Regions from separate parts of the Sus scrofa genome. Here region 1 is linked to region 2. A link is a contact called in public Hi-C data. All regions are on one chromosome and are shown on one strand. Each heading gives the region's core, a stretch centred on a gene start, on an enhancer-like site or on the middle of the called end of the contact. The rest is flanking DNA. Distances are from core to core; before and after follow the strand shown.

Region 1 (3,652 bases), core at 810-3,309, 98 kb before region 2:
TAGCCACCCGCCTACACCAGAGCCACAGCAACTCGGGATCTGAGCCGTGTCTGCAACCTACACCACAGCTCACGGCAACGCCAGATCGTTAACCCCTGAGCAAGGGCAGGGATCGAACCCGCAACCTCATGGTTCCTAGTCGGTTTCGGTAACCACTCTGCCACAACGGGAACTCCTCATTTTTAAAAGGAAATAGATCCCTTATGGTTTATTGGGTTAAGGATCCAGTATTGTCACTGCAGTGGCTTGGGTTGCTGCTGTGGTGCAGATTCAGTCCCTGGCGCTGGAACTTCCATATGCTGCAGGTGCCCCCAAAATAAATAAATACGTTTATAAGAAATAGAAAATTCCTCTCAAATATGACAGGTTGATAAAAATTGATGTGCACACGTCTCCATTTCCATTATTAGTGTTGCTGAGTACACCTGCACAAAAAACCACAGGGCTCTGTCGTAGATCAAAGGTGTGGACTGAGGTCCCTCTCATGGAGACGTGGTCAACTTGTTCTCCTCAGCGCTTCCGTAGCTGGTCGAGGGGTGAAGGAAGTGCTCCCTTCATGTTCTGACCCCTCATGGGCATCCGTGCCCCACCTCTGTTCTGGAGATTCAGCCATGCCCAGGGTGGGACTCCCTGTGGGCGGCGAGTCAGTGTGGGTCCACACACAAGGAGGCTGGTCCTTCTGAGTCCCTTCCTTGCTGGGTCCTGACCCGCAAGCTGGGAAGTTCCAGCTCCTCTTTGCTGCTCCTAGCTCCACCCATCCTGCTCCTTTGTTCTCATTTGAGTGACTCACCACTTCAGCTCTTCCTTCCCCTTCCAGGGGGCTTATGTTTCCTGGGTTCAGGAAGAGGAAAGCTGGCTTCCTAGCTAGCATCCTAGTCTGTGTCTCCTCCTTAGCTCAGCTGGTTCCTTGAATCTTGGTTTCTGCTGAGGAACGGGCAAGGAGCTGGTACCCTGGGGCTGATGAAGGAAATACACACTAAGACAAGCATGGTACTTATAATCTGCCAGGTGATTTTTTTTAAATCTTTTTAGGGCTGCACCCTGGCATATGGAGGTTCCCAGACTAGGGGATGAATCGGAGCTGTAGCCGCCGGCCTACACCACAGCTCATGGCAACACCAGATCCTTAACCCTTGAGGCCAGGGATCAAACCTGCGTCCTCATGGACGCTAGTCAGATTTGTTTCCCCTGCACCACCATGGGAACTCCTGCCAAATGATATTTTGAAATTAGATTATTGTAGAGCTGAAAAAGGTAACCAATTATTAGTCCAGTTCTTTCATTTATTAATGAAGAAACTGAGGCCCAGAGATGCTAAAGGGTTTGCTTAAAGTCACCTAGCTGGTGGCAGAGGCAATGCCATGGTCCATATCTCCATGCCTTCAGGCCAGCATTATTTCCAGAGGAGTCTGTGCCCCTTATGTAAAAAGTCAATAACTGTATTAGAAGTTTCTAATCAACCATAGATCATTTATACTGGTTTTAAGGATATTAGTGAAAATGGTACCATCTTGTTACTGTACCAGAAGTACTTGAATGCTGCAGATTAAACTCCACGTTCCTGAAAGAATTCAGAAAGGAATATTTCTTGGTCATTCCACATGGTTATTTGTCATCAATAACAAATAAGTAGCCAAGTGGAGACTCTCCCTCTAGGTGGACATGTAACAAGGCAATAAACATTAACCAACCAAATTATGTCCCTCCTGGCTGAAAAAAAAAACCTGCTAACCAGAACTCAGTTTTTCTGAGCAGACTGGCAAAGAAATGGTGAGGATACTTGGTGTACAGTGAAAGTGTCTTATTTTCTAGCCTCTCAGTATTTATTTATTTCTTCCTGGTCTTGGATGCTGGAGGCTCTTTTAATTAACTTAAATCTTCATGTGTCACATCCTGTCTGAACCTCAGGGTGTCTGGAAGAAACTGAAAATAGGATTCAAAAAGTCAGGCTTCCAGTAGTCTTGTATCTTTGCAACTTGGGCTCCCTTTGCCCTGGAAGGACATTGACGGTCAGTGTACCGCATGAACCACTAGAGGGCACTTTGACACTTGCTTTCGAGTCTACAGTATTCAGCCTCCCGAACGGCAAGCATCTGCATCTGTTGTGTTTACACATTAGTTCCATTTCGCAGTAGCGCTAAAGAAATGCTCTTCTTGCACAACAATCACAGTCTACGATTCTTAACAAATACTGGTTGATTACGGGAATAGTGGCAAGGGATTCTAGTTAATCAAGAGGAAATTGATAGAGGTGTTTCACTCCAGAGGTGGGCAGAAGTCTAAAGGCATGGATTAGAAGAAAATAACTCTATGCTTTGGTTGTCTGCCTTAGTAGGGAAGCACGTGGAATAATAGCGTGATTCATCAGACAAATAGGGCAGACATAAAGTGTAAGCCCCATCTCACACGGGTGTGTGGCTGGCAGTCATCAGGTAAATTCAGATCCTGCGAAAGAGGAAGGGCAGACAAACATTGGGATGACCCATATACATACAAATACATATGCATACACATATATGTGTTTATTATGTATCTGTATGTATGTTTTGAACATATATATTCAAAAAACTTGGGTTAACTAGGTCTATTGATTACTATAGAGGGGAAAAGAAGGGCAGCTATGTTCCCCTCCGCATCATATTCTCGAGATCCTTGCATTGAAAACATCTGAGGCTGGGACTAAGCAACCATCAGAAGTAGAGGTGATTCCTTCCTTTAGACAGAAATGACTAATATTTGAAAGGACAGCGAGTGGGGAGCTGTCACCATACACACACTTACTGAGAAACTCGAATAAACTCTCAACACAACCAAAGCAAAGAACTAGAAGGTAGAAATTTGAAGAATGACCACAGAGTACCTGCAAAAAAGAGATATACCTCCTCCTGGTGGCCTGTGACCTTGAACAAGACAGTTTCACCACTCTGACTGTATGTCTCAATGCATTCTCTCCAGTCCTTCCCATTTCCAGAACACAGACCTCATCCTTGACCTCTTTGGCTCCAGGAACAATCTGTTCACTGAGAGTTTCAACTTGCATTCTCCACAACAAAAAATTCATGTGTCATCTGTGACCCGGGGCATCATGGCTAATTTTCAAGTTATCTCCTCTCAATTCAACTGATCTCTAGCCTCATTCCCATAGACTGCTTCAGTTGCAGTGGTCTCCCCATCTCCAACCTTGTCCATACTGGGTTATAGGCGAGAATTTTGAATGTCAGGAACATGCGCTTTTTATATATTCTCTTGTAAACCTAGAAGAAGGTTTTGCATAAAATTGGTATTTTATATGGCACAGATGAACCTATCTCCAGGGCAGAAACAGACTCAGAGACATGGAAAACAGGCTTGTTGTTGCCACGGGGGAGGGAGTGGGAAAGCCTGAGAGTTTAGGATTAGTAGATGCAAGCTATTACATTTAGAATGGACAAGCAATGAGGTCCTCCTGTGTAGCACAGGGAACTATATCCAATCACTTGTACTTGAACATGATAATAAGAGAAAAAGATAATATGAGAAAAAGAATGTATATGTGAATGTATATATGAAACAGGGTCATTTTGCTGTATAGCAGAAATTGATAGAACATTGTAAATCAACCACGATAAAAATTTTTAAAAATCATAGTTTAGATATGAAGTAGAACTTAATG
Region 2 (3,799 bases), core at 689-3,188:
TGGTCCCTTTCTTTCTTTTTTTATTTGATTTTTTTGTGTGTTGTGGCACTGATCAAGTGTAAAAAGTCAGCCCTGCTCACCCACTGTTTATAAAGACAAGAAAAACACCAGAAGAGTTGGAAATCATACCCCAGGCCAACTATGCACCTCTCTTTTCATCTCAACAAAAGAACTGTGGAAAACTTCTGAGTTAGGAACCAACTCGCTCTGTAACAAAACAAATTTGCCTGTGAACATCTCTGGGAGGTGCAATGGCCCCTTCCTAAATGGAACCAAAGGTCTATTTGACATTGGTTTATTTTAGGGTCACTTTACCTAGTCTGTTCCTGTAAAATGAGATGAGGCTCCACGAAGAACTTGACTCTCAGTTTAAGCCGGTAAGGGGCTAGCCCATCCATCTGCTGGGAGATCCGATTTCTTAGATTTAGCCATAAACTTTCACCTTTGCTACCCGTAAATTGCAGTCCAAAATAATCAACTTCTATAATTCCCAATCGCCTGCACACCTAAAACAAAAACAAATGCAGCATGGATGAGCAAGTGGTCCACGGGATTAAAGCAAACCCAAAGGCTTTAACATTCCTGCCTACTTTAAAAACAAAAAAACAAAAAAACACAAGGTTCAACAACGGTGTTACAATTCCTGTTGTTAGCTAGAACAAGGTTCTAAGGCTCCAGGGATGTTAAACCACTACTAGATAGAGGCACAAAAGGAGTTCTCAAAATGCAGCCTTCCAGAAAAGCTGAGGAGGGGAATCCACGGGGTATTCTCCTCCTCATTCCAATCACCGGAATTCCCTCCACCAGCACAATCCGCACAGCTGATTTGGCAGCTTATTATTTGGGCAATTTTAACCATCTGGACTCCAACAAAACAAACACATTGAGCTAACACGCCACAAGTGTCAGCTAAGCTTGTAGGTTTTCCAAACATCTCAGGTCGAGGGGGTTTGAGGGCAAAGCGTTTCTCTTGAGCTGAATTTGCCATCTGCCATACTACTATGTACACTATTTGGAACCGTTCTTCTTTACTCTTAAGGAAACGCGTGCTGAAAGACAGCCGTGAGGTAGAAAAGCCAAACCTGTGGTCCTCTTGTCCCCCGCAATAGGGGAGATGCAGGTAGATGAACGGTCCATTAGACAGGTAGCAAGAGGCGAGGGCCTGGCTTATCTGCCAAGCAACCCACGGGACCTGCGACTGCTTCCAGCCACCGCAACCCGGGGCGCAGGTGGCGCTGCCAGGCCCCGCGGGGACCCGACAGGAGGCATCACGCACACACCTGCGGCAGGTGTGCTGGGCCCCCTTCTTCCAGGAGAGTGCCGGGCTGGGGGGCAGGGTGGTAGGCCCGCCGCGCGTCCCCCGAGACACCCACCCCCACTCCTCCAGGCGTCCCCCGCGCGCCGGGAAGGGGGCCGCGCGCCCCACGGCCTCGAGGAGGAGGGGGCGCGGGCCGGGCGCCTGGGGCGCACTCCCTCCGCCGCCGGCGCCTCCGCGATGCCGGCCCCCGAGAAGCCCCGCGTCCGGGCTCCTGGAGCCACCACGAGGCCCCTGGGCCTCTGGAGCCGGCTGGGGCCCCCGCCTGGCCCCTGGTCCTCACCTGGTTGAGGCAGTCCTCGCCATTGGCTTTCGCCTCCACCTCCACCTCCATCAGCACCGCGTCCGGCCTCGTCACATAGCACAGCATGGCTGGGGCCGCCGCTGCCGCCACAGCCGCCTCGTCTTTGGTGTGCGCGGGGCTCAGACCCAGTTCCCGTCTCGGCGAGGCTGGCCCTCAGGAGGCTGCAGCCTTGCAGACCCCTGCCCTGCACACCGCAGCCGCCGCGCCCTCGCCGCCACCCCCTTGCCAGCGCGCCCGGCAGCCGGCTCGCTGACTCCCGCGGTGGCGCCGCACTCCAGCAGCCCGACTGCCTGCGCCGCGACAGGGACTCCTCAGATATAGCGGCCCCGCCCCCCTCGGCTGGGAGCCCCCGCCAATCACGGTGGCCCCGCCCCTCCACCGCCGCCCCACCAGCCAATAGCGACGCCCGCTCCCCTGCCGCCCGCCCTTCCAGCGTCGGCTGAGTTCCCCTCAGCCTCCCCGGGAGGTGGCAGCTCGCGGGCGGCGGGCGCTGCGGGAGGAGGGAGGACCTGGGACGCAGCCTCTACCTCTGCCCGCTGGGCGACGCTGCTCCGAGCCAGCGATCGCCCGGGGCTCCCAGGCTGGGACGACTTTCAGTCGGGCTCGAATTTACATTGATTAAACGCCTCCAAGCAGCCGCTGTTCTTCAGAAGCCTTGAGGTGGAAGCGGATAGGAAAGAGAACAACCCCAAAGCCTAAAAAAAAACTGTTTCCCCTGTGGTTTGCCACAGTGGGTTGCTGGAAGGCGGAATTCTTGTTCTTTATTTTAGGCGCCGTCATTGAAAAAACAAAATCTGAGTATAAAAGTTTTTGCGATTGTTCAATAAGCCAGGGAGCTTGATCTAGCACTTTCTCCATGAACCCTCTCCAGAAGCTTCTATTTACCCATTGTGCTGAATCAAAACACCGTACTGGTCACTAAGGCCCTCCCTGGGGTTGCTCATCCTATCTCACACCTCATCTCATTTATTCACTTAACATTAATTGAGCACCTGCTCCAGTCTCTCAGGCAACCAGGTGTTATCCCCATCTTGGGGTAAGGAACTCATCTCAGAACCTAACAGGTGATTTAACCTCAATTGTAGCTATTAATAATTAAAGGTCTACAACTCTCCCCTCATTTACCACTTGTTTCTCTTAGTGCATTATTGAGCCTACCTCTTTGGTTTCTTCACAGAAGCCAGAAGATGTGGGTTTCAGCCTTGCACCCTTGAAAACTGACTTCATCTCTCCGCAGCTCAGTGTTTCAGCAGTAAAAGGGAGACCACAGTGTCTGACCCGCCTTTCCCCAGCATTGCTCTGAAAAGCAGCAGAGATAGTGTTCATAAAAGCATTTGAACGACCCCTTATATGTAGGGAGATATGTACTGTCAGCTCTCACTGCCTGCCAATGACTTCTGTCCTGATCCCTTTCTTGGAGTCCCAGGGATGTCTGTCCCAGTGGCCTTTATTTCTGAAAAAGCAGGAAGGATATCAGGGCAGATTACCGGTTAGAATCCTACTGCAGTCTTTCACTAAACTACAGCCAAAACAAGTCCAAGTCCTGAGCCCCAGCGCTGCAGAGGGACGTGTGCACTCGCATCTTTGTGTCTTAAGAATATCCCTCACAATATTGTGCTGAAATAGTCCCACCTTGTATCCACTCTTGTTCTTCATTCACTTAATGTCATTTGACTGATCTGGGAAAATTTACCTGGGAGATAACATTTGGATAGTTACCTAAACCATGCTTAAACTCTAGAAATTTTAGAACTGGGGTGGGGGGGGAGATGAGGGGTAAGATGGAGGCCAGGTGGATTGGTTAATATTTTTGTTTATTGAGCGACTAAGCTAGCTAAACCAACGCCAGCTAAACAAAAGTTGGCTGGTTTAAGCAAAAGGGGGTTTAATGCACAAATGAGGCACTTACAGAATCAGTGGGAACTGGTCATGAAGATGAAGGAAAGCAGGACATTGGCCAACAACCAAAACTCAAAAACCAAAACCCAAACAACCAAACACTGAAACCGAATACTCGTTGTGCAGAGAAACTACTTCAAAGATGGCATGTTTGGGGGTTTGGCAGGGCTGTTTCTTTTTTTTCTTTTTCTTTTTTTTTTGTCTTTTTTGTTGTTGTTGTTGTTGCTATCTCTTGGGCCGCTTCTGCGGCATATGGAGGTTCCCAGGCTAGGGGTTGAATC

Evidence for each region. Hi-C and Micro-C count contacts between places; a contact is called where the count stands out from the background.
Region 1: a Hi-C map of retroperitoneal adipose tissue shows a contact between it and region 2, with 2.0 times the contacts expected there. The contact joins the enhancer-like site here to the promoter of MYLIP in region 2. A contact is called at or near these places in 5 of 47 Hi-C or Micro-C datasets (embryonic fibroblasts, fetal skeletal muscle, retroperitoneal adipose tissue and 2 more) and 1 of 2 datasets of contacts at active chromatin or transcription factors (skeletal muscle).

What each region holds. Positions count from the first base shown.
Region 1 is chr7:12,213,393-12,217,044 of Sscrofa11.1, reverse strand. LOC106504328 (a long non-coding RNA gene) reads right to left here. Exons shown (of 4, transcript XR_002346328.1): 3 at 791-957. Among named protein-coding and RNA genes, the nearest start is that of GMPR, 39 kb to the left of the region's middle. Within about 2 kb of position 2,059, at least 5 of the 83 cell types and tissues checked have an H3K27ac peak or open chromatin away from gene starts, as enhancers often do. A contact at or near this core is called in retroperitoneal adipose tissue, where this site is marked.
Region 2 is chr7:12,115,379-12,119,177 of Sscrofa11.1, reverse strand. MYLIP (E3 ubiquitin-protein ligase MYLIP) reads right to left here and starts at 1,938. Exons shown (of 7, transcript XM_001929076.4): 1 at 1,599-1,938; 2 at 316-506. The coding sequence starts at 1,685.